2 separate regions of the Zea mays genome follow, and region 2 is linked to region 1. Evidence: chromatin contacts called from public Hi-C data. All regions are on one chromosome and are shown on one strand. Each heading gives the region's core, a stretch centred on a gene start, on an enhancer-like site or on the middle of the called end of the contact. The rest is flanking DNA. Distances are from core to core; before and after follow the strand shown.

Evidence for each region. A called contact is a pair of places that touch in the nucleus more often than the background predicts.
Region 2: a contact with region 1 is called in a Hi-C map of leaf, with 6 times the contacts expected there. The contact joins the promoter of LOC100277150 here to the promoter of LOC100276097 in region 1. A contact is called at or near these places in 10 of 25 Hi-C or Micro-C datasets (bundle sheath, ear, endosperm and 2 more).

What each region holds. Positions count from the first base shown.
Region 1 is chr5:101,714,495-101,720,688 of Zm-B73-REFERENCE-NAM-5.0, reverse strand. It overlaps LOC100276097, which reads left to right and starts at 3,346. Exons shown (of 1, transcript NM_001363868.1): 1 at 3,346-4,158. The coding sequence starts at 3,696. The coding sequence ends at 3,965. LOC100284221 (30S ribosomal protein S21, chloroplastic-like) reads left to right here and starts at 1,977. Exons shown (of 2, transcript NM_001294293.2): 1 at 1,977-2,402; 2 at 3,087-3,358. The coding sequence starts at 2,086. The coding sequence ends at 3,189.
Region 2 is chr5:101,938,220-101,944,413 of Zm-B73-REFERENCE-NAM-5.0, reverse strand. It overlaps LOC100277150 (Mediator of RNA polymerase II transcription subunit 11), which reads left to right and starts at 2,651. Exons shown (of 4, transcript NM_001407175.1): 1 at 2,651-3,045; 2 at 3,128-3,244; 3 at 3,529-3,724; 4 at 4,222-4,493. The coding sequence starts at 2,992. The coding sequence ends at 3,705.

The DNA of each region.
Region 1 (6,194 bases), core at 2,097-4,596:
AAGTTTTGTAACAATTTAACTAGATTGACTAATTTTTTTAGAAGCCAAGTTTTCTTAGAATTGAGCTAAGCTGACTAGTTTTATTAAATTAACTAAGTTTACATAGAATTGAGCAGATAATCTATTTTTTACTAGAATTAAGCTAAGTTAACTAATGTTTATTAGAATTAACCTAAGTTGGGTAAAACATGATTACATGAGGTCTAAACATCAATGGAGAATGTTATATATAAATATTTTAATATAAAATACTTATACTAATTACTAATAAAATATTTAATCTAATTAACTTAAAATACTAACCATTTAATATTTTAGAGTAATTAGATTTACCAAACTAACATACTAAAAATTTATACTAAATATTAAATTGATCACACATTAACTAATATTTGTTAGCTTAATAAACATAAATATTTTGGGTTGTCAACTTAGATTATAGTCACTTTGAACAGTGTAATTGTGGACCGTCGAGGTGGAGATGGTAGGGAACACGTGGTTGGGGCACCTAGGGTGGAGGTGGAGGTGGACGCGTACGGGGCAGACACGACACGACGTAGTTGGGCTGGGTGACATGGACAAATGCAGGCGACACAACCTAGTGGGGTGGCTCGAGCCAGCGAGTGTGGCACGACCGGGCGGGGTGGCACAACTAGAGATAACAATAGGTACCCGTGATCCGATATCCGATGGTTATTTACTCTATTAAGATATGTATATGGGCTAAATATTCTACATATGAGTGTTTTATTGGGCAAAAATCTTCACCCAATGGGTAAATGGGTATTAGAATGTTCTGCACTCATCGATACCCATTAATCCATGGGTATAAAATACCCAGTATAAACTTGGATAAAAAACATAAACTTGAACATTTGGCCTAGCCCGAAACAAATGAAACTCTAGCTATATAATCTCTTTCTACTCTAGAAGTCTACATAATGTCGTAATCATGTTCATCCTAGTCGTAACCTCGTCCAATCAACTATGTAAGTATTGTTTTCGAGCAGATTTTTAGTTGTTTCTTGTGCAACTATGTAATTAGACATTATTTCTACAAATCTAAGCACAATCCTACTCATGTAGTTTGATTTTTATAGCCTCGTGTGTTTATAATGTTAAAAATCAAATGGTGTGATGCTTAATTATGGCACATGATTTATTTAAATTTGATGTTTACTAAGTGTTAATTTTTATAGTTTCATTATATTTGTTGAATAATGCTTACTGTATGTATCTTTATGGATATGGGTGACCTAATGAGTGACCTATACCCACATGGGTATAGGTATGAAGGGTAAATCTATACGCACCAGTGAATTTGGGTGATCCGATAAGGTTATTTTTTTTGTCGTGGGAATGAGTGTGTGATAGTAATACTTGGTGCGCATTACCCATTGCCATATGTAGACACGACCATAAATGGCACTGGTGGCCCGATCGAAAGTGATAGCAACAACGGACGGACTAGAAGAGATACAAGCACAGGGAAACATGTATGTATAAAAGACTTGTGGGACTATTTGGTTCTATACCTAAGGTGCCACACAGTTTTATGTCACACTTGTCTAATGTGCCTAAGGTTAGTTGCTCAAATTCTGCATCACAATTTGCCACGTCTAATTTACAAGTCATTGACGAGTGCGACCTACGTAAGAGTAGGAGGAGAAAAATCTTACCATATTTGTGGCTCAAACCAAACACATATCTAAATTGGTCATACTTGCCTAACTTTAGACGTGACAAATTGTGATATGTGAGGCAGCAAACTAAACAGCCTATCATTAAATTAAGAGCTTTTATGGAAACAACCAGTTTTTAAAAAACTGATTTATGAAAACTGACGTAGTTCTAAACATATTAATATGTTGGGTTCCCTTTTTTCTAAAAGGAAAGAAAGAAAAACACGGCTAAGGAGTTAGCGGTGGTTCCCTCCAAATCCACGAATAAATAAGAGGATAAGCCAAACCTTCGCTGTCCATCGTCACCCTCCTTCCTTCCCCAGCCTCTCATCCTATGCAAGAACCCATAATCCAGACCCACGAACTCGCAGCAGCCATTAGCGTGCGCTAGCCGGCCGCAGCCATGGCCGCCCCCGCAACGACCTCTCTACTGAGCACCCTGCTGAATCTGCCGCTCGCCCCGTTGTCGGGGAAGAGCTCGCCGCCGTCCGTGGTGCATGTGGCGCGGCGGGGGCCGATGGTGGTGGTGGCCGCCAAGGGGTACAATGTGCAGATCCTGGTGGACGAGAACGAGGGGGAGGAGTCCATCTTCCGGCGGTTCCGGCGGGAGGTGATGCGGGCCGGCGTGCTGCAGGAGATCAAGCGCCGTCGGAGGTATGAGAGCAAGACGGACGAGAAGAAGCGCAAGGCGCGCGAGGCCGGGCGCCGCAACCGCCGCAGGTATGAGCATGGCTGCGCTCCGGTTCGCTGTCCCTCTATTGGATAGGAGAGTACGGAACCCGTTCAGGATGATGTGCGCACTGCCCCTGTGCTTTCTTGTAGTTGGTGTAGTTGCAGTTGGAACCTGTTATTCTTGAAGTCAATATGCCTGCTACCAGTTACGTTTTTGGTTTTGTCCACAGTCCACACATGCTTTGGAATGCAGACATGCAGTTGCAATTGAAACTGGGGCTCGCAATTTGATTTTTGATGTAGCTGATAGTATGAATTATGGGAAGGTTTCGATCGGGGGGTTTGCCGATTTCACAGAAGTTGATGCGTGCCTTGAACCCTTGACACTGTTTAGTGGGCAAGTAAAAATTCCAAATCCAAGAACTCGACTACAAAGTCTTGTTGTTGGCTATTTGCACGAAACAGAGTAGTCCCTGTTTTCCTTGCTTGTTTTGTAGCGCACTGGTGCAGTCATATATTTGCGCCAAATAGAGAGAAAGTTGTTTCCTGCCTTGTTTTCAGTACTGATGCAGTCATTTGCTGCAATGCAAATTTCTTACTGGTTTTGTTGGTGTCGTAATCGTTGGATCTGTGGATGAGTCATGAGTGGATTCCAGTTCTGATAACAAATAGTTTTTTCTTACAGAAATGAATTGGGTAGTCTGATTCTCATCCACACATCAAACCTTGCAGGCGTATGATGGATGAGCCGAGGTTCCCAGAAGAAGACGCCGACGCTACCGCAAAGGCTCGGGACGAGGACGATGACAACTGGGAGATCGATGGCATCCTGTGAAAGAGAAGCAACGGAGTCCATGATTTCACAACGTCCAGACACACAGACCCCGACAGCTAATCTGAGTTCTTTTTGGCCCCCGGTGAGACGCAAACCGTATGAGTTTTGGCCGTGCCCATTTCCGCTTTGAATGGTTACAGTTGCGATGTACAACTAATTAAATGTTAGCAAATGCAGCATCCCCCATGCATGCATCCCTTTCATTCCCTCTAACGTCCTTGTTTAGCTTGCCAGGTTGGCAGGTTCACTGTCCCAAAAATAGCACAGTGACACCCGGCCAGGTGGTTGCTCGCGAGAGGCGCCTCCGTGACACCCGGTCCATGCAACCGCGGAGGCCGCGCGCAGCCACTCCATTGCCGCTTTTTAAAGCATCGCGCACCACCTTCGCCTCGCCAAAATCCACAAGCCACTTCAGTGCTTGCGATCGCGTCGGCCACGATCTCTTGCGAAAAAGCTTACCCTGTGTCTGTCTGTCCGACCGTCAGTCCGTCTAACAATCGATTTCCATGACGACGTCCCCGCGCGTGTGGCTGCTCGCCATGGCACTGGCGCTCGCCTGCGTGCTGCTCGTGAGGTCCGCCGACGCTGCTGCCGAGGCGTCCCCGACTCCAGGCGGCTCCACCTACGGGTGCAACCCGGCCACGGACAAGTCGTGCAAGCCCGAGGGCGTGGGGGTGGTGCTGCCGGGCGGCGGCATCGACCTCGACGGCGACGGTGACGAGGACGAGCTGCCGCAGTTCCAGCCCCACCTCATGATCCTCGGCCATGGCCACTGATGAGTGTAAATGGTTGGTTGGTTGGTCGTCCTCAGCCGATCTACTGGACGACACGATGGCGGTCACATTTGCGTCCGAATTTCTCTTGTTAAATTGAGGCCAGAGTGATTAAATGAGCATATGATGGTAATTTATTCACCGTGTATTGCCTGTTCAAACATGAAAGTGCACTGATACAATTTTAAAAAACTTATGCACAACAGCATATAGCAAGCTACCACTTGTATTATTATATCGCACTTTTCCTACGTTTCTTCAACCCTATCGTGATTCATGAACGTGATAATCTCCGGCCGATCCGATTGTCTTGCTTACGGCTGGCAGGACGGCAGATGTGAAGATCTATCAATCACCAGTCGGTCGGTCGATTCGCACGTGCCTATCTTCCTTTTTTTTCCCTTTAGTCCTCTTGGCGTCCTTTTAGGGTGCATTTGGTTGGGGAGGCAACTGAGATGGAGCGGCTCCAATCCAGTTTCTAAGAATTGAGGCATTTTATTCTGTGTTTGGCAAGTAGAACAAAACCGCTTCATTTTTTGTTTGGTTGAAGAGTAGAATAGAGCGGAACCGCTCAGTTTATTGTTTGGTTGGAGAGCCATATGACTATTGAGTGGAGTAGAGAGAGGAGAGTGCTCACGTCCGCGAGAGCGCTCGCATCTGATCGTTTTGGTGGAGTGAGAGTATCCCAAATATTTACCATTTATAGACTCCAAGAGCCGCTCTGCTCTCCTCCATGGAAACCAAACATCGAAAAAAATAAGAATGGAGCCGTTCCATTCCCCTTCGTTCCTCAACCAAACACACCCTTAGACCAATCATCTAGCACACTCTCGTCCCACTCGCATGGAGCCAGGATCTAGGGTGCTCTTTGTGAGCGTGAACCTTCCGCGCTAGACCGTTCGTGGCTTGTGCAGAGGGCTACGCTCCTCTCTACATGGCGACGCATCGTCCACTAGCTCGGGGCATTTGGATCGTTCGCGTGTGCGCAGAGGTAACGATGATTTGCTACATAACCTAGACCTCACCCCTTAGGAGGAACCCCGTCAAGAAAGGAAAGATCATAGGGTTGACTTGGAATCAGCAGATCACCTAAGACGCCTCTAAACAATGTTGAGCCGAGAGGTGAAGATTGGAGGTGAAGAAGACTAATTCCTACTACTCCTAGGGCAAGAATATTATTGGAACTCACTGACGCGTGGTTGAGTGGGTCCGAGCAATGGGAAAATGGGAATACTTTGATGCTTAACAACATAGTGTTTTTAGCATGTCCCATCATGGTACAGTGCGGGGTATTTAGGGTGCGTTTGGTTGCAATGACAGGATGGGACAGGATGGAACGATCCCTCAAATAAGGTTGTTTGGTTCAGAGTCAAGGGTTGGGACAGGACTATCCCAGTGTTGTCCCCAGTTATCCCTCAAAATTGGAGGGACGAGAGAGGACGCCAAGGGACGTCCCTGTCCTGGCTGTCCCACAACCAAACTAGGTAACCAGGGGACAACCTCACCCTTGTAAATACAATTATGCGCCTGGTTACCTACGTTATCCCCAGAATATTTCCCCCCTCAAGGGTTATTACAGGTCATTATAGTGTGGTTAAGTACAACCCGTACGGACACACCATCAATCATACCCTATGATGTGGCTTACAAGTGGGGTCAGGTGATCTAGGATGGCTCCGCACGGGCCTGCTTTAATAACATGCGCGGGTAGTGACAGCAGCCTTCGTCTTGGGGTGCCAGGTCTTCAGGAGCCGGCAAGGCCTTCGCCTGTCCTGGCCGGTCCGGGAGCTGGCAAGGCCTTCGCGTGTCCTAGTCAGCCCCTTCGTCCCAAGGCCTTCACTTGGTTGAAGTAGACTTCGCTTTCCCTCTGTCTTGGTTTATCCTGTTCACGTTATAAATGAACCGAGAAAGGGGCAGTCATCCTTTGCCCCAACACTTGGCCCCCGAGGGGCCAGTTCAACTTAATGAGTTGGTCCCGAAGTCTTTTTCGAGAGATGGCCGGGATGCTGCCCTCGCTCGGTTGAAGTGGTCCCGTGGGGGTTTTTCAAATGTGGTCGTTGGAAGGTGACATTTCACTGTGGGATTGTTGGTTTCCCGAGGTATTTTTCCTAGCCTTTAAAAGACAACATGCACGCGCGCTGTGGGATTTTTACCCATCTGCTTGTGGAAAAAACACTAGCCCTACCGTTTTCTGCGCGTCGGCTTTTTTCTCTCTCGCCGCTGGTGATCTGG
Region 2 (6,194 bases), core at 1,402-3,901, 220 kb before region 1:
TCCGTGGAGTGACCACCCGAGATAATAGTGAACCATGAGAGTGGAACGGGATGCCCTTAGCTGATTAATTAGAGGAACTTGAGGTGTAGTTAGCTTCGCCGTAGGGCCGTCAATGGGGTCCGGGCACAGTACTTGCTCTACTGAGGCTGGTTGCAGAGGTTCTTTGATTTGGTTTTGTTAGTCACCCTTCCTTTGGGGAGAAGTATAGTGTTTATCAAACTGAAGAAACCTAACAGGCGGCTATGACCTCTAAGAAATCTTTGTAAAGGCTACGTAGTGAGACCCTGCTTGGTCACCTTTGTAGTGATCAATGGAGAGTCATGATCTCTGGGCAGAATGTGAATCATGACTTGTGGGTAAAGTGTGTGACCTCTACATAGTGTTATAAACTGGTATATCAGTTGTGCTCATGGTTAAGAGCGACCTTGGGATCCTCTTTGATTAGAAGAACTTTGGATACCCTTATGATGATTTTTAATGATGATGGTTATAATTACGATCTCTGGTATTTCCTCTTGGAGGGAGTACATTTGTGTAATAACTAGGTTTATTACTAAAACTTGGCTCTATTAATAGTAATAAATATTTGACCAACTAAAAGCAACTGCTTAACCTTAACTCCACATACAACTAGTCCACTTTAGCCAAACGGGACATTTGCTGAGTACATTGATGTGTACTCACCCTTGCTTTAAAAACCACCCCACCCAAAGTTGTCCCCACTATACTCAATGCTTAGGAGGAGATGCTGGCAACATGGAGGGCTTTGAGGAGTTTCAGAACTACGACGAGTTCTAGTTATCTAAGTGGCAAACCCCTACTTAGCTGCATGTGAAGGCCTTATCTTCTACGTTTCATATTCCACACTTCGATAATAATACTGACTATGTTATAGACTCTGTGGATGTCTTGGACATCTTGATGTAATAAAGTACCTTTCTGCTGTTTACTTTGAGCAATGTGTGATGATGTCCAATTATGTAATCGTTATGTACGTAAGTTTCTGATCCTGGCACGTACATGGTTCGCATTCGGTTTGCCTTCCAAAACCAGGTGTGACAGACAAGGCCGCTTGAGGGGGATCATTTATGGAAAGATGCAAGGTATAGTGGAATGGAACGAATGTCAAACGTCGCGTATGGAACGAGGCGACAGTTTAGCACCAAATACGCAAAACTACGGAAGTTTGCGCTAGGATAAGGGGTAACGAGCCCGACACGACTAGAAGTGTGAAATCCAGCGACAGACGAAAGGAAGAACGTCACCCGACCTTTCATCATCCCCTAAGGGGAGACATTCTCACCTTGGGGACTCGAAGGCTAATGTTGGGGATAAGATCCACGGTCCCTCGGGCCCATCGGTCAGCAACGACGCTGGGAAGAGGCCTCTAGCAACCATCAATTAGAAGGAGGAGGAAGGAAACATCTGCCCTGGAAGCACCTGCCCTCGGACGAACCCCGAGGCACCGAGCCTAGGATCGGGTGTGGTGGAGCCAGACGAGGGGGCTTAACTAAAGGGAAACCACTTGAGTGGATCCCTCGCCCGACCCGAGACTGACCCTCCGTAAGTGATCGGCCACATTAACTACGTCTGACACCGAACCACGGTAGAGGCGCCAGTTCGCCTCCCACTCATGATCTATGAGCCCCTCGGGCTACGACACATTTATGGCATGTGCGTCCCCGGTCTGCGGTGCACTCATGACCTATCAGGGCTAGGCCTGAGTGCGCAAACTGCCTGCAGGGCCCAACGAGACAAGTCGCGTCGAGACTCAGGCTATGAAGGCCAGGAGTCGACGTAGCTCGAATAATGGCGCCAGGACCCCACACTATCCGCGTTGTCCGCCACAAAGAATACGAGATGACCAGGCGACCCAGACGCTAATGAACAAACACAACTTCACCAGGGTAAAACACTCGGTTTATCATCGCCCGGGGACTCCTCGAGGAAGCAATCGATGGCTGACCCCCTCCTTGGCCTATAAAAGGAGGAGGTCGGCTACGAGAGAGACGGACGAACCGACGAAAGATTGAAGGACGCATTGACGAGGCCCGGAGACCGGAGCTCTGTCGCCAAGCCAAGACTTAGGACTCCAGCTCTGTATCCCTAAGCTCCACTTCCTCTACACAAGAGATTGTGAGCTTCTTCTCCCTCTCTTGCTCGATTGTAACCCCTACTCTAAGCATTGATCAACAAAGGTACCAGTAGCGCAAGCTACCGAAGATTGGATGTAAGAACGTTCTGCCTGAACCAATATAAATCTTGCACCCACCGCGTCTACCGTCCGGAGCCTAGAACACACACGTATTCAATATTCAATTCGTGTTCGATCTATATTCGTATCTGTGTACTTAAAGTTGAATATTTAAAATAAAAATACTTATTTAAATTTAATCCGACATAACTCTACAATATCTACTTATGATAATTCAAAGAAAAAAAATATGAAAATAATTTTAGCATGAGTAATATTGGTTCGTATCCGATTTAATTAGTCCCTAGCCGCTGCAATGGACCCTAGAGGCCTAATGTAAAGCAGTCCACAGACCAGGCCCACAGGCCGCACCCGACGGCCCATCCGGCCTTTCCCACTCGTCACTCTTGATCGGCCCAGCAGCGAGCGGAACTGCGAAACGCAGGATCGCGACTCCGGGAAAAAAAAAACGCCGGGCGCAATCGGGAACGGGGAACCCTAGGGCAGCCGGCAGCGTCGCTCCGCCCCGGCCGTCGTCGTCGCGCGTCGCCGTCCACTCGCTTCCTGCTCGGGCCTTCGCCCCTCGGCCACGTCTCTGCCCTCGCCCCTTGGTCGGGACCGACGTCCTCGCTCCATCTAGCAAGCTGATCAGCTCGACTGCTTGAGCTCGTCCTCGCCATCGCCGCTTTGATTTCTTCCTTTCAGCCCGACCCGGCTCAAAGCAGCCAGATCACGGCACTCCGTCCGACCCTCGAAGCGATCACCTTCACCGCCTCTCCTCCTCGTCACAGGTGAAGATGATTCCGCAGAGCCAGAGCAGCTCCCTGCAGCGCCTTCAACACGTCGAGAAGGTAACCTCACGGCCCGCACCCGATCTCGGTGGTTGTCAGTTCGGTTCCTTACGCTGGCTGGATGTTTGTTGTTCGTGTGCAGCGGATAGTGCGGGTGCTGGAGCTTGCGGGAGCGGTGATGGAGGAGCTGGGAAACTCCCATGGCCCTCGCACCGATGCAGTCAGCGCGCACTGCCGTGAGTTCATGATCGCTATGAAGGTAACCAGCCCACTGCCTGCTCTCATATCGTCAGGCTGTGGGTTCCTGTTGTTACCAGTTATGCGCCTCAATCCTCACTAATCCCATGCTAGAGAGACTATTGGAAAATCAACAGTTGTTTTAAAATGCTGTATGCAAAATTTTGCTCTGTCCAATGTTACTTTGTTTCCATCAAATTGACTAAATATATGCATCAGCTCTCAATTGGTTATTATTTGAAGCAGTATACATGCCCCAAATCATTCATGATAACTCACTGCTTAACTATGTTTTTGTTGGAGTAGGAAATTCAAACGACGTTGCGTGAGGAAATCAAAAGTGCTTGTGAATATCGTCCATTTGAAAAGTGTGATTACAGTGCAAGGATTGCTAATGAGATATGCTGCAAGAAGCTGGAGTATGTAATTGAGAAGTTGGATACCATGCAACAGAGCCTTGAACATATCACTGATGATGTTTAGCGAGCTAGCAACATATTAGGTACTATACTCTTTTTGTGCAATAAAGTGTAATCTACTTAGTGAATAAGAGGATACTTTATGATGATAGTATCCACTCAATCAGGTGATTTTGTCAATACTTTGCTGCAGTGGTAGAGTTGGTGAATTAGATATTTTCAGTTTCTTGGTACTTGCAAAATGCAACCATTATTATATACTACATGACTTCCATTGCATTATATATTGTGTGTTTACAGGGACTTTTTAAATTTGCTTGCAGTTCTTTCCACTATAGCAAGCCTTCATCATCTCATCTTTAATGTGTAATTCTGTTGTTTAAGAGGATAATGTTTACACCAGATATTGTTGGTTATGTGACTAGCTCTTGTAATGCTTCCTTATGTCCATATAAGGGGGGCAATTCTCCTTTTTCCCCCATTATGATTCTACAATAATCTTTTGTGGTATTGTCTACTTTCTAAATGGGATCAGGTTTTCTCCAAGTTAAATTACTCATACTCTGTGGATTACTTTCAGCTTTGGGGGTAATAGATGATCGAGGAGTACACTGAAGAAATGTAGAAGCATTCTATCAACTTATAATTGCATAAAGCTTTTGCTCAACTGTAGGACTGTAACTTGTGGTTTGTTTGTCTTCCATATTCTGTGACAGTTCTTACTTTAGCTGCCTGCTGATGCTGAACAACAATATTCTTGGCCTGACTCGGATAGGAGTAACATCCTTGAGCTTAAAATCATGGAATTTTAAGGCGTTGTATTTTACTGATGAGAAATTGCTCTCATGTATTGCATGGACATGCGTCAATTCTTAGAACATGCGTTTTGGTAAATATTGCTAACTCGTTTTCAACGATTATCTTCATGTGTATGCAATGAGTACTATTTTGATCTATTTGTTAATGTTGGTTCGACATCCATTAAATTCGAAGCTCATCAGGTTCTATCTGCTATAAATATCGTAGGACTATTTAGTCAGATTTAATTGTTCATGCTGGTTCGATATCTATTGCATCCGAAGCTCTTCAGTTTCTATCTGCTGCAAATACTGCATGTCATGTATAACATAAAGGAGTCATTTATATGTCATTAATCATGAAGCCACAACATATAAAATTATTGGATATGCAGCCACATGGAATCTAGCGCATTGAAGATTCATATCGCATAGCTTTTCCGTTCCATAAGGGCATTTCCTATTATACAAAGCAGGTGGGAAACGGCCTCCACCACGCTGTCCACGTCAGCCATCAATTTTCCAGCCGTTCGATATTTGATCAATGGTAATGGCAGCGTCTGAGCTCTTTTCTTAATGAAACTGTAGTTGATACAAATGGATTTGCGGTCTACAAGAGATCAAACAATAATAGATTTGTTATGAAGTCTAACATCAAACTAGATAACAGATGGATTGTTCCATATAACTTGACATTGCTCAAGAAATATCAAGCACACATCAATGTAGAATGGTGTAACAAAAGTATATTCATCAAATATCTGTTCAAGTACGTGACAAAAGGTCCGGACCAGAGCAAACTATACCTACAACGAGTTTTAGATGGTCAATACACTCCTATTGATGAGGAAACAAACACAAGGAATGAGGTCAAAGAATACTTATATGCTAGATTCATATGCCCATATGATTCATGTTGGAGAATTCTTGGTTACGAAATCCATCGGCACTTTCCTCCTGTTACTAGATTGTCAGTTCATTTGCCTAATGAGAATTACATTACATATCATGCTAGCACCAACATGTCACAAATCTTGTCATAAGAATTCCTACGCCGAACAATGCTAATAGAGTGGTTTGTTGCTAACCAATTACATGAAAGTGCTAGGTCCTAACTTACCCTGATTTTCCATCTGAGTGGAGGTGGGACGAAAAAAAGATCATGGGAACAAAGACATAGACAAGGTAACATAGGCCGCATACACTTTGTGCATCCATCTGCAGGGGAAAGATATTATCTTAGAATGCTTCTAATGGTTGCAAAAGGAGCCTAGAATTTTGAATCATTGCGAACATACAATAATGTTTTATACCCCAGCTTCAAAGAGACATGTAGAGCTCATGGGCTCCTCGAGGATGACCAAGAGTGGTATAATGCCTTTGATGAGTGAAAGTCGCCTAGAGGGGGGGGGTGAATAGACAAATCTGAAATTTATAAACTTTAAGCACAACTACAAGCCGGGGTTAGCGTTAGAAATATAATCGAGTCCAAAAGAGAGGGCGAAAAACAAATCACAAGCAAATAGCAAGAGTGACACGATGATTTGTTTTAGTGAGGTTCGGTTCTTGCAAACCTACTCCCCGTTGAGGTGGTCACAAAGACCGGGTCTCTTTCAACCTTTTCCCTCTCTCAAACGGTCACTAAGACCGAGTGAGCTTCCTTTCTTGATTTCCCGGGTCACTTAGACCCCGCAAGGACCACCACACAATTGGTGTCTCTTGCTTTGCTTACAAGGCTTTGAGAGTAAGAATGAGA